2 separate regions of the Gossypium arboreum genome follow, and region 1 is linked to region 2. The links are chromatin contacts, called in public Hi-C maps. All regions are on one chromosome and are shown on one strand. The core of a region is the stretch at or near the end of the contact, and the rest is flanking DNA. Distances in the headings are between cores, read along the strand shown. Region 1 holds the start of LOC108465990. Region 2 has its middle 4.5 kb from the start of LOC128279977.

Region 1 (5,924 bases), core at 2,153-4,652, 170 kb before region 2:
GATCCCCACCCTCTGGAGCGGGTCAAATTCGGGTTGCCTTATACGACGTCATTTTGGGGCATTTTAAGCCATCCCAAAACAACGTCGTTTTGATGCCTTATATAAGCCCCATTTTTTAAAAAAAATCTTCATTTCAGCCCTCCTTCCAAAAAAAAAAAAAGAAATTTTGCTCTCCCCTCATTCTCTCAAAACCCCTATAGGCCGGCCAAGTCTCCGATGGACCACCACTGCACTAGTCGCCGGTTGTTAAGATTGCACACAGAGTATCTGGCTGCCAAAATGTAATTTTTTTTTTTACTCTTATATATATACATATATACATATATAAACAATTTTGAATAAAAAATAAAAAAAATAAAGAAATATATGTGCATACACAGACAATTTCGAAAGAAAGGAAAATAAAGAGAAAAAATAAAAAAAATAGAAAGACCCACGCTTTGAATTTGTTTTGGTTTGCTTCTTTGTATTTTTATTTTTTTTCTTCAAAATCTGTCCAAAAAATACATCCATCCTTTCATGGCTTTTACAGCCAAATAAATACAATATATTTCATTATTTTCTTTCATCTCTACTACTGTTTCTGCTATCTGCCTCTGTTGTTTCTTTTTCCTTTTCTTTGCCTTGTTTACAGGTGCAGCAGAGGAGGGGTCAGGTCTCGAGTGCCGAGTGCGCTGTGGAGGCAAGTAGAGGGCACGGCTAGGGTTTTTGCTTTCTTTTTTTTTGGCTGAAATTTGTTTAGGTTTTGGGCCTATCGGGCCATTAGATTTTTTAGTATTTGGGCTTCTGTTTTTGTCATTTTTGGCTGTTAATGAACTATGGATTTATTATTTATTTTGGTTCTGTTGATTTGGGCTCGGGCTGGGCAAATAGGCCTATTATAACAACCACATTTAAAAATTAAATTACTTAAAATATTAATTTCAATTTTTAATTTTTTGAATGGTTACTCAAACATACTTTATATAAAAATAAAAATAGCTAAAAATAGCATGATACTAGTTTATCAGGTTGTGCTTTGATAAGATATTATATCTGCAACATTAAACCAAATGATTAACTTTTGAGGTTTGATATTTATTTGTGTGTATAAATTACATAAAAATATAAATATTATATAATTAAAAATTAGGTTTAAGTTAAAATATATCTTAAGTTATTGTACTATTTGTAAATTTAAATTTTAGTCTATTTTTTTATTTTTAAAATTTAGTCTCTTTATTTTTCAAATTTTAAAATTTAGATCTAATCATTAACACTATTAAAAATATTTTTTAAATTGAGTCCATTACAACATAATTTTTTAATTATATTGCTACCAAGTGAGTATTTTTCATTTCAAAAATTTAACAAAAAATTAACAATGCTAACTATTGGATATGAATTTTGAAATCTAAAAATAAAAGGACTAAATTCTTTAAAATAAAAGTACAAGAATTAAATTCAAAATTGTGAAGAATATAGTGACCTATAACATATTTTAACCTTGGATTCAAAATAAATCTCTGCAACATATTTTTATACCAGACGTGTTTTTAAAAAATATTTAGTACATTAACAATAAAGTTTTTAGACTCTACAAAGCAATATTAAAAAGTTGAAAAATATCCTATAAAATATAATAAAATATTTAAAAAAGATGTATGACAATTTTTAAAATTACTTATAGAATAAAAATATACTATTAATATACCAATTACCAACCATTATTTTTTTCTTTTCTAGATCCAATGATTTGGGGTTTTCTTTCATCAGATTCAAACAGAATTTTGTTTTGATAAGAAAGTTTAATTGTTTGATTTTATCTTATATGAAAACTTCGATTATTTTTATTTTATATAATCCATATAACTATATATAAAAAAGAAAAGGACATGCATGAGGGTTTCTTTTCATCTTAAAAATGTTAAATTTTAATTTCGGTCCACTTATTATAATATTTAATTTTTATACTCTCATTTCTAATATAATTTGGTTCATATATTTTTATAATATTATTAATTAGTGTTAATAATTAATATGATTAATTTTTAATTAAAATATTACGTAGTCATATATAATTTGAATGCCTAAAAGTAATATTATAAGACAATATTTAAATTTCAAATTTAGCACCTAAACTATGTTAAAACTTGAGATTTAATCTATATACTTTAATTTGTGACATAAATTTATCTCTCTATTTTTATATTTTTTTAGTTAGCCTAAATTGTTAATATTCTTAACTATTCAATCAAAATGTTAATGTCAATTTTTCTTAATAACACTATTCCAATAGAAAAATATATATTTTATCATCACAAATTAGAATGGAAGTTTTAAGAATAAAAATCCTAAATTGTATTTTCAACGTTATTTTTATTTTTACATGATTACCAAGTGCATATTTTCTTTAATTTCAAAATGTCACAACTAGACCGAGATTTTTAAATCTGAAAAGTAGATAGATTAAATTCTTAAAAATAATAGTAGGAGACTAAAATCCAAATGTACAAAGTGTGTAACGATTTAAAGCATAGTTTAACTTTATTATTTTTCCTTTAATTTAAATTTGACACAACCAAATAATCACCCTTACAGGGAGCGTGGGCTGAAACTAGAGTTGTCTATGGGTCGGGTTGGATTGAGTTCGGGATGGGCCCTAACCAAATTTTAGGCCTGATTGATAGGCACGGGTTTGGCCTGAAAAATGGGCCTAAATTTTTGCCCAAGTTTAGCCTGAATAAAAATGCTAAAACTCAGGCCCAGCCCGACCTGTCCATATTAATTTTTTTTATTTTTTATTTTTTATATAAAAATATAATACACTAAATATACTAAAAATATTAAAATATCCCAACAAATTGAAAATAAATTAAAAAATCTTTATACTTAAATAACACTAAAATAAGTGTAACTTAACAAACAAATTCCTTTAAAATAGTAGGAAAATAAATAATAAAACAAGTGTTATATAATATCTAAACATTAACAATAAAATAATACCAACATAATAGTAAAAAATAGCAAAATTATGATAAAAAGTGAGAAAACAACAGTAAAACACCAATTCAAAACTGAGTCAAAAATACTTTACTTAAGGATTGACCCATGTTTTAAATAAACTTTACTTTTTGCCTAAATCTATTTTTCGATCTTATAATTTTATTTAAACCCCTATATTTTTCGGAGGAAACCCAATCCGACCGTGGACAGCTGCAACCATATTAGATTAAAAAGTATGACGCATTGATTTAATTTAATTTAATTTAATTAATTTTACCCCTGACAAAGTGTAGTTATGGATTTAGTCAAAGTGGCATGATTCTATATAGGAACACTGAATTGGGCAGATGATTTGCCTCCATAAGTTTAAATATTATATGATTAAATAAAATTATAAAGTTGTCAGTATAATCCAAAATGACAAAATTATGAAGGTCAGCTGCGAAATGTTTAGGTTCTATTCAACCAAAAAATAAAAAAAGAAACTTATGTTTCTACAAATCTTACTGAATCACACACCTAAAAGAAAAAGAAATAAAGATAAATATATATTGAATTGCTTGGTGTAGTTCCAATTCGGGGGTAGTTTGCAACCTGGCAATAATGTAATCCATCACATTTACTTCTCCACAGCTACACAGTCCTCCTTTTTGCTCTTCATAAATCTTCTTCATGTCTCATTTTTCTTTTAAAATCCTTTCTTTCTGGGTATTTTCTGATCTTTCACCCTTTCTCCTACAAATCCAACATGTTCTTCCTCAGCAGAATCTAAAAGTGCATGCAGAAGAAAACTAATTTTAGCTTTCTTGAACGGAATGACAGACTCCAACAAAGTTTCACAGATGGTTTGGGATCAGGTTCAGTCGAGAAGTTCTTCAGGCAACCACCCACTTGTTTCTGGACACCCGAACCGACCTATTCCTAAGCTCATGGTCTGCTCCATCCTCTTCGTCTCGCTTACTTACCTTCTCTACACTCTCAAGCTCTTAACAACCTCTGCTCAACAAACCTTCCACCATACCCCATTTACTTCCTATCTTCGTCGCTCTACAAGCTTCACATCTGCACCCTTGGTTCTCAATCAGACGGCTGTGACAGCTCCACCCCATCACGGAGGTCGTGATGTCCGAGAAAAACAAAAGGTAGTAATGCAAATGGAACAAGCTCCACCGAAGCCAAAGCCGACGGAAATTCACGACGTGGTCTTTGGAATCGCGGCTTCTTCCAAGCTATGGCAGCAGAGAAAAGAGTACATCAAGATTTGGTACAAGCCAAACCAAATGCGTGGTGTGGTTTGGCTGGACGATCGCGTCAAATACTCTGCCCAAGACAACCGAACCCTTCCACCGTTTCGAGTCTCCAGCGACACTTCCAAGTTCCCTTACACCAATCGGAAGGGTCACCGTTCCGCGATTCGGATCTCGAGGATCGTGACGGAGACTTTGAGGATGAAGATGGATAACGTCCGGTGGTTCGTGATGGGCGACGATGACACCGTTTTCATCACCGCTAATCTGGTCAGGATTTTGAGGAAATATGATCATACTCAGTATTATTACATCGGAAGCTTGTCGGAATCTCATATTCAGAACATTTTTTTCTCCTACGGCATGGCTTACGGCGGCGGAGGCTTTGCCATTAGCTACCCATTGGCCAAAGCCTTGGCAAAGATGCAAGACCGGTGTATCCAGAGGTACCCCGGCTTGTACGGCTCGGATGATCGAATGCAGGCTTGTATGGCTGAACTCGGTGTCCCACTCACCAAGGAACTCGGTTTCCACCAGGTCGGTGACTCAGTTTTATCACTTTTTTTTTTTTTTGACTTGGTAAAGTACATTGTTATGGGTTGTCCAGCTTTTTCTGATATAAGTTCAATACTTAAATGTTTATATCTAATTATGTTTTGGGGTAAGTTAATCATGTTTGAATGTAATGCTTAAGCTAAGTTAATGAAGTGTAATGAGAGTAGATAATCATTTCCCGATATGTAAAGTTCCGGTGGCGCTGCCACATTGGGCGGTAAAGCAGCGGTTAATGCACAATAATTTCAGTGTCATCCGCCTAGGGTGGGTGATTAGTTCAGTGCACATTTTTCGTCTTAGACGTGGGTGAGAAGGTGGAACCCACGTGTTGATAGGGTTTTAGACCTGGTTTGGTTTTGTCACAATTATGTCGTATTGTGGTCAGTCGATATTCTGGAACGTGGTTGCCACGCTCTTTTGACTGTAAGAAAAAGGACCTTCAAGGAACCGGTGGAGCCAAGCCCCACACCAACTCCCCATATATTCGTGGCGCACATGAGTCAGTTGTTTGAGTTGTGTGCATTTGTAGATCAATTGTCTTTATCTATGAGATATATTCCATGTTAGTACTCAAAGTGGATGATTTCTTGCTGGTTCCACTAATGTTAATGCTATTACTTTTTTACTTAAAGATTTTGTCATTGAAAACAATATCTGATTCTAAGTTCATTGCCTATTGGTTTATGCATTGCAATCAGTATGATGTGTATGGGAACTTGCTCGGACTCCTCGCCGCGCATCCAGTCACTCCATTGGTATCACTACATCACCTTGATGTTGTTGAGCCAATTTTCCCCAATGTGAGCAGGGTTCAAGCCCTTCAGCGCCTTATGTTGCCTACAAAATTGGATTCCGCAGGGATCATGCAGCAGTCCATCTGCTATGACAAAACCAAGAGTTGGACAATTTCGGTTTCATGGGGTTTTGCAGTTCAAGTTTTTAGAGGGATCTTTTCACCACGGGAGATAGAAATGCCTTCGAGAACATTCTTGAATTGGTACAAAAGAGCAGATTACACAGCATATGCATTCAACACTCGCCCTGTTAGCCGAAATCCATGCCAAAAACCTTTCGTGTTCTACATGTCAAGTGTGAGAATGGATTCTGAACTGAACAAAACTGTGAGTGAATACGAGC
Region 2 (5,873 bases), core at 1,111-3,610:
TCGTTAAACTTGTTCCTAGGACTACGGGTAGACAAAAGATCCGAAATCTGTTGCATGGTCAATGCCCGCTTATCAATGACCGGCGGGGTTTGATTTTGTCTGGGATCGAAAATAGGCATTTGGATCAGAGCTTGGTTTTTGGTTTGAGTTCTTGGGTGGATATCGGAGGAGCTAGCAATCAGTTCACAAACGACTGGGCTGGACCGTGTCTTGTTCGGTGGTGGGGACATCGGGTTTAAAAGTCCCGCTGTGAAGGCAGAATTGAACTTGGTGAAACTCGACGGAGAGTGACTGTTGGAGAGTGTCTTCCCGCCCGTGAAGTCCATGACGGGTGATATACTGTCCGGAGAATGTCGGTTCTTCAAACCCCACAAAGACTCGGTTAAACACGGCGAGCCTAAGGCCGAGGAGTGGGAGAGGCTTGGAAGCAATGCAACTCCCAAGAGCTATCAGATTGGCGCGTCGGGTTTCGACGTCAAAATCCCAGAGAAACCTGAATCAGGGTAGTTGTCTAGCAGAGGCAGTAGTGGCAGCTGGCGTGGATACAGAGGAAGAAATGGTGGTTTGTTTACACTGGCGGCGTTTGGGCTTGATAGGTTGAACTTGGAATTTGAGCTGGGTAAATGATATCGCTGCTGCAATTGAAGGTCTCACTATATAATATTGCTATAATGTTTTGCTTTTGGTACTGTTCAATCGTCTTGTAGGCGTCAACATTTGTAGCTATTATAAATGGCGATGAAAACGAGTAAGAGAGACAGAGACGCTGAGGGCAGTTGGATCATAATTCAAGCAAAAGACAGCATGAGGCTGTATGAAGAAGTATCACATTATACTGTGTTTTGAGTTTTTGGCATTGGGGAGGTTCAGCCGATCAGGGTTATCGTTTTGTGGCTATATTGGATCGATAGGAATTGGGAGAAAAAGAAACAAAAAGAAACCCGGTGGGGAGATTGTTGATGTCAAAAGAGAGAGCAGATAGGCAAAGCAAAGACAAAAAGTAGAGAGCGGAGGAGGCAAAAACTAGCAGATGAAGCATGACAAGCCCCATGGCATCATAAGAGGGCCTATGCATTTGTGGTCGGTAAGGGGGCCTATGCATTTGTTAATAGATGCTGATCACGATGAATGAAAATTACAATGCAAATTATTCTTACATGTAATTCGGTAGGAATATGACTGAGGTTTGTTTTACAGTATTTTTACATAATTTATTTTCCAATATTATATGATAAATAGAAAATATTATATAAAATATGTAGAAAGTCATTACAAATTAAAAAGTATAAATGTTATATAAGTGGTTAAAATTGAATTGAATTTGAATTTTACTAATCTAAACTAAAATTGACTTTATATCTAGTTAAATATCCTATAAAATATTTTATCTTTAATTATTTTTATCAATTAAAAAAACACTTTATCTAGACATAATGATTTATTTGTAAAATAATTTTAATTATTTTATCTATTTTGTATCTATTTTGGAGTAATTTTGTAAGATAATTTTTTTGAAAAAGGCTGGCATGCTTTTACCAAACCAAAAAAACCAACAAAACAAAAAGACTCTTTGGCTTCCAAAAAAAATAAAAAATAAAAACCAGCAAAATTAAAAATCCATCTTCTTCCTTTGCATGCCAGGTAAGAAAACCACTTCAACTCCCTCCATAGATTTCAACGACATGCTCTAGTTTGGAACGACTCAATGAAACACTTGTTCTCATCTTCTGTTGCAACTCAGTCGCCATTCTTATCGTGACTATTAAGTGGCACTAGACAGTCCCCTTTCCTTGGCCACCACAATCTCTCGAATCGCCACCGACCCCTCCTCCACCCATTGAGCGCCCTTCTTTTGAATGAAGCCTTCTTATGCCAACAGGTGAAGCATCCTATTACCATCCCTTTTGATATGTTGGAATTTGAAATGTTCAAAACCCATTACAATCTGTTTATCTTCTCAGATTTAATTACTAACCTCCGATCTGTCTAACCCTTGCATCCTCAGTTTTGAAATAATCAAAAGTGAGTCTCCTTCAACCTCAACTTTGCGAAACCCTATCTCTTGGGCAAATTGGACGGCCTAAACGGCTGCCAAAGTTTCTGCCGCTTCTATAAACGATATGTTTCTGTTCTAACTGCATGCTGCCACCATTATCAAACCTTTGGTGTCCCTAATGATTATTCCCAAACTTGATGCTTCCATGTCACTGTAGAAACCCTCATCGAAGTTAACCTTTGATCTAACCTACAAAGTAGATCTAGTAGGTATACGATTATGTAAAACTCTTCAGGTTGTAATTTTCATTTTATCTGGCACCTTTGTTTGCCACAATTTTCTGCAAAAAGTATTTTTTTTGATGTATGTAGAGGTGTGCATGGGCCGGGCCGGGCCCATAAAAAATTTTGGTCTGTTTTCAAGGTCCGGGCCAGGCCCGGCCCGAAATATGAGCCTGAAAATTTGTTTAAGCCCGGCCCGAAAAAAAAATGGTAGGCCCGAGCCTAGCCTGGCCCTATCAGGTCATATTAATTTTTTTTTTGCTTTTTTATTAAATAAAAACTTTAAAATATAATAAATCAAATACATTTAAAACATAAAAACAAATATTAAAATAAAAATAAATAAATAATGGGACTAAAATAATTATTAAAATAATACATAAATTAAAAATATAATAAAAAGTAATTATATTAAAATTAAAAATTAAAACAAATTAAAACTAAATTAAGAATTAAATTATATTAATAACAAAAGTTTTACAATATTAAAATAACATCAAAACAACAACAAAAGTAAAGTAAAAGTACTAAAGTTATTTAAAATTAAAAATAAAAAATTTAAAATAATTTAATATTAAAATTGGGTAGGTAAGGCAGTAGAACTCGGACCAAAAAAATCTTACCCGAGGCCTGGCCCGTTTTCTAAACGGTCCTTGTTTTTTGTCTAAACCCGTTTTTCGGGCCTATATTTTTATCCAAATTTTCCCATTTTTCGGGCGGGCCTTCGGGCCGGGCCGCCCGACCCATGCACACCTCTAGATGTATGTCTCTATACAAATCATTTTCAGTTCCTAGAAAGCCCCGCAACAATAGCCGATTCCCACAATGCACCGTATACTCTCTAGATTTCTCGGGACACCACCTCAACCTGTCTGATAACTTGTACTACATCAATGGGATACTCAATATTCTCCTAGCTTCCTGTTCATTAAAGGTGATATTGACTGCACTTTCCTTCCATTTCCCACTCTGCTCGTGAATCATATCAGCCACAAAATTTACCTTATTAACTTGTGGTGATCTAATTATGTAGGGTCTATCTCCAAGCAACAAAATACATCCGAAACTAGAATTAATTTTCCATCACCAGCTTGTCTGCTACTCCCCTTCAAGAGCCCCTTCGCTACCCAAATACTTTTAAAACGCGAGCTTTTAAAAATTTATTACTTGCATAATATTTTGCTTTAAAACACGTACTACTAATGAAGCAAGATTACAAATCAACCTTCACCCCTGCTTGGCCAAAGGTGTTACATTAAACTTCACTAGTTTCCAAAAATCCAATCCCCCACCCTCCTTCAAATTACATAACCTCTCTCATGAGCATAAATGAATCCCTCAATTTGACTATGACTTTTGCCACCAATAACAACAAAATACAGCTTCTATTTCCTCAAACAGAATTTGGCAATAAAAAAATAGGACATGACATATGTGGGGATCGCTAGCAACACTGATTCGATAAAAATAACCTTACCCCTTGCGATAACCATCGATTACACAATTCATTTATTTTACCTCGAATACGATCCATAATATTTCGGAAAGCTAACTTTCTGTTTCGATCCACTACCATAGGCAGTCCTAAATACTTCTCAGGATCCATAGAGCTCCTAACATCTAACTCCCTTTCTATTAGTTGAGATTTCCTTCACTTACATTCGAACTAAAATAGACAAGGGATTTATTCAAATTAATCAGTTCCCCATAACAACTTTCATATTCTTTTAAAATGTTTTTCATGTGTGTTGCATGTCTAAAGATGCATCCCCAAAAATTAAGCTATCATCGGTAAAGTACAAATGTGATACTATAGGTCCTGAATGACTCATTTTCGCTCATTTCACCAAACCTTTTTGACAAGCTAATTATTATAGAGCTAATAAATGCTCACTACAAAAAAGAAATAAGAAAGGGCACAACGGGTCACCTTGTTGAAGTCCTCTAGAAGGGGATATTTTCTCTCTTGGTGTCCTATTTAGAACCACTAAATATTTGACGAATTTTACATATCATATTACCAACTTGACCCATGCCTCACCAAAACCTATCTTAAGCATTACCTCCTCAATCAAGTCACTCCTCTCTAATATACGGCTTACTCAAATTCAACTTCAATGTAAAACACCGTCTCCGTCCACCCTTTCTCTTCTTGAAAGAATGCAACAATTTGAAATCCACTATAACATTATCCGTAATCAACCTCTCCGGTACAAATGCACTTTGTGTCTCATCAATGCAATCTGGCATGATCATTTGCAATCTATGGAAAATTACCTTGGAAATTATTTTAAACAAGACATTGCAAAGGCTAATCAGTCTAAAATGGGATTAGACTACTTTGGAATGAGCACTATATTAGTATAATTGATCTATAAAAAAGATTGTAAGACCCTATACCCACCTAATTTATTGAATTCGGATATAAGGTTTCACAATACTTACATACTTAACTAATTTTTTTTATCTGAGAAAAATCATATTGAATGTACCTCTTATTTATTTAAAATTCTTTCTAAGATAATAGGTTTGAATAAAATATTTATCGTTTGTTACAAGCTTTCAAATGTAGAATAAAAGCTTACAACATTAGTGATTGATAAAACATACATATTCGTAACGTGTATTACTATTTGACATTTGAAAGACATGTTTCTATAAATGTACCTTTGTATACATAATACTACCTTCGGTCTATTGGAAACACATAAATATATAGACTTTTTCAGCACCTTTTGAGTTCTAATTCATGTAGTTTCTTAGTATTTTTGTCGAAATCTATATTTTATTTATAAAATAATTAATTTGCACTCAAATTATGAAACATATTTAATTTTAGTTGTTTTTATTATAAATCTACACAATTTAATTTATTTTCGACAATTTTGCACAAAGGGTGAAAAATTGGCTTGGCAAACACCTTGAGAAGCTTGGACCGTTGAAGCAATTTTAGTATCAATTGACCCAAGAGTATGGCTGGTTATTTTCCAGCCATGGACAGCCTCATTATATTTGCTTGAACACATTTAATAATTATTTTTCATCCAACACAAATTGGGTTAAATTTAATTATAAGCTTGATGAAGAGAAATGGGCAATTAAGTTAAGTGAAGAGGACTGATCCACTAAGAAAATGGCAGCCCAAGCCATCCACATTATCTGACCAAATCAACTTATTTTAGCTGATTTTTATGCTTGCAAATCAGCCTTTGAACTTTTCCTAAATGTCATTCAAACTCCTTCCCTTTTCATGCCTTCTATTTTTAGTCACAATCTAATAATAGCAAGTTTGAGTCAATCAATCCTTCCACCTAGCATGGTCGGTCATGGGATGGGAGATTGGCTGTTATTTTTAGCTAATTTTAGCAGCCATCTCTGACTATAAAAATCCCCTTTCACCTCCTCATTTTTCATCCCTCACTTAACACATCTCTCAAACACACATTTTCCCTTTTTTCCCCCTTCTAGTTGCTTTCCAAAATTCTTCATTCCTTTTTCAATTTTCCCTCTTGAAAAAGATCTTGAATGCCTCTTAGAGTAGCAGCACTCAAGTTTTTGTGAAGGCCTTGGATCAATATAACGTGCAAAGAAGAGAG

What was found. A called contact is a pair of places that touch in the nucleus more often than the background predicts.
Region 1: a Hi-C map of leaf shows a contact between it and region 2, with 1.9 times the contacts expected there. The contact joins the promoter of LOC108465990 here to the enhancer-like site in region 2. A contact is called at or near these places in 2 of 5 Hi-C or Micro-C datasets (both in leaf).

What each region holds. Positions count from the first base shown.
Region 1 is chr8:36,953,127-36,959,050 of ASM2569848v2, reverse strand. LOC108465990 reads left to right here and starts at 3,402. Exons shown (of 3, transcript XM_053018477.1): 1 at 3,402-4,769; 2 at 5,486-5,924. The coding sequence starts at 3,801.
Region 2 is chr8:36,781,103-36,786,975 of ASM2569848v2, reverse strand. It overlaps the pseudogene LOC108468697. Among protein-coding and RNA genes, the nearest start is that of LOC128279977, 4.5 kb to the right of the region's middle. Within about 2 kb of position 2,360, at least 2 of the 2 cell types and tissues checked have an H3K27ac peak or open chromatin away from gene starts, as enhancers often do. A contact at or near this core is called in leaf, where this site is marked.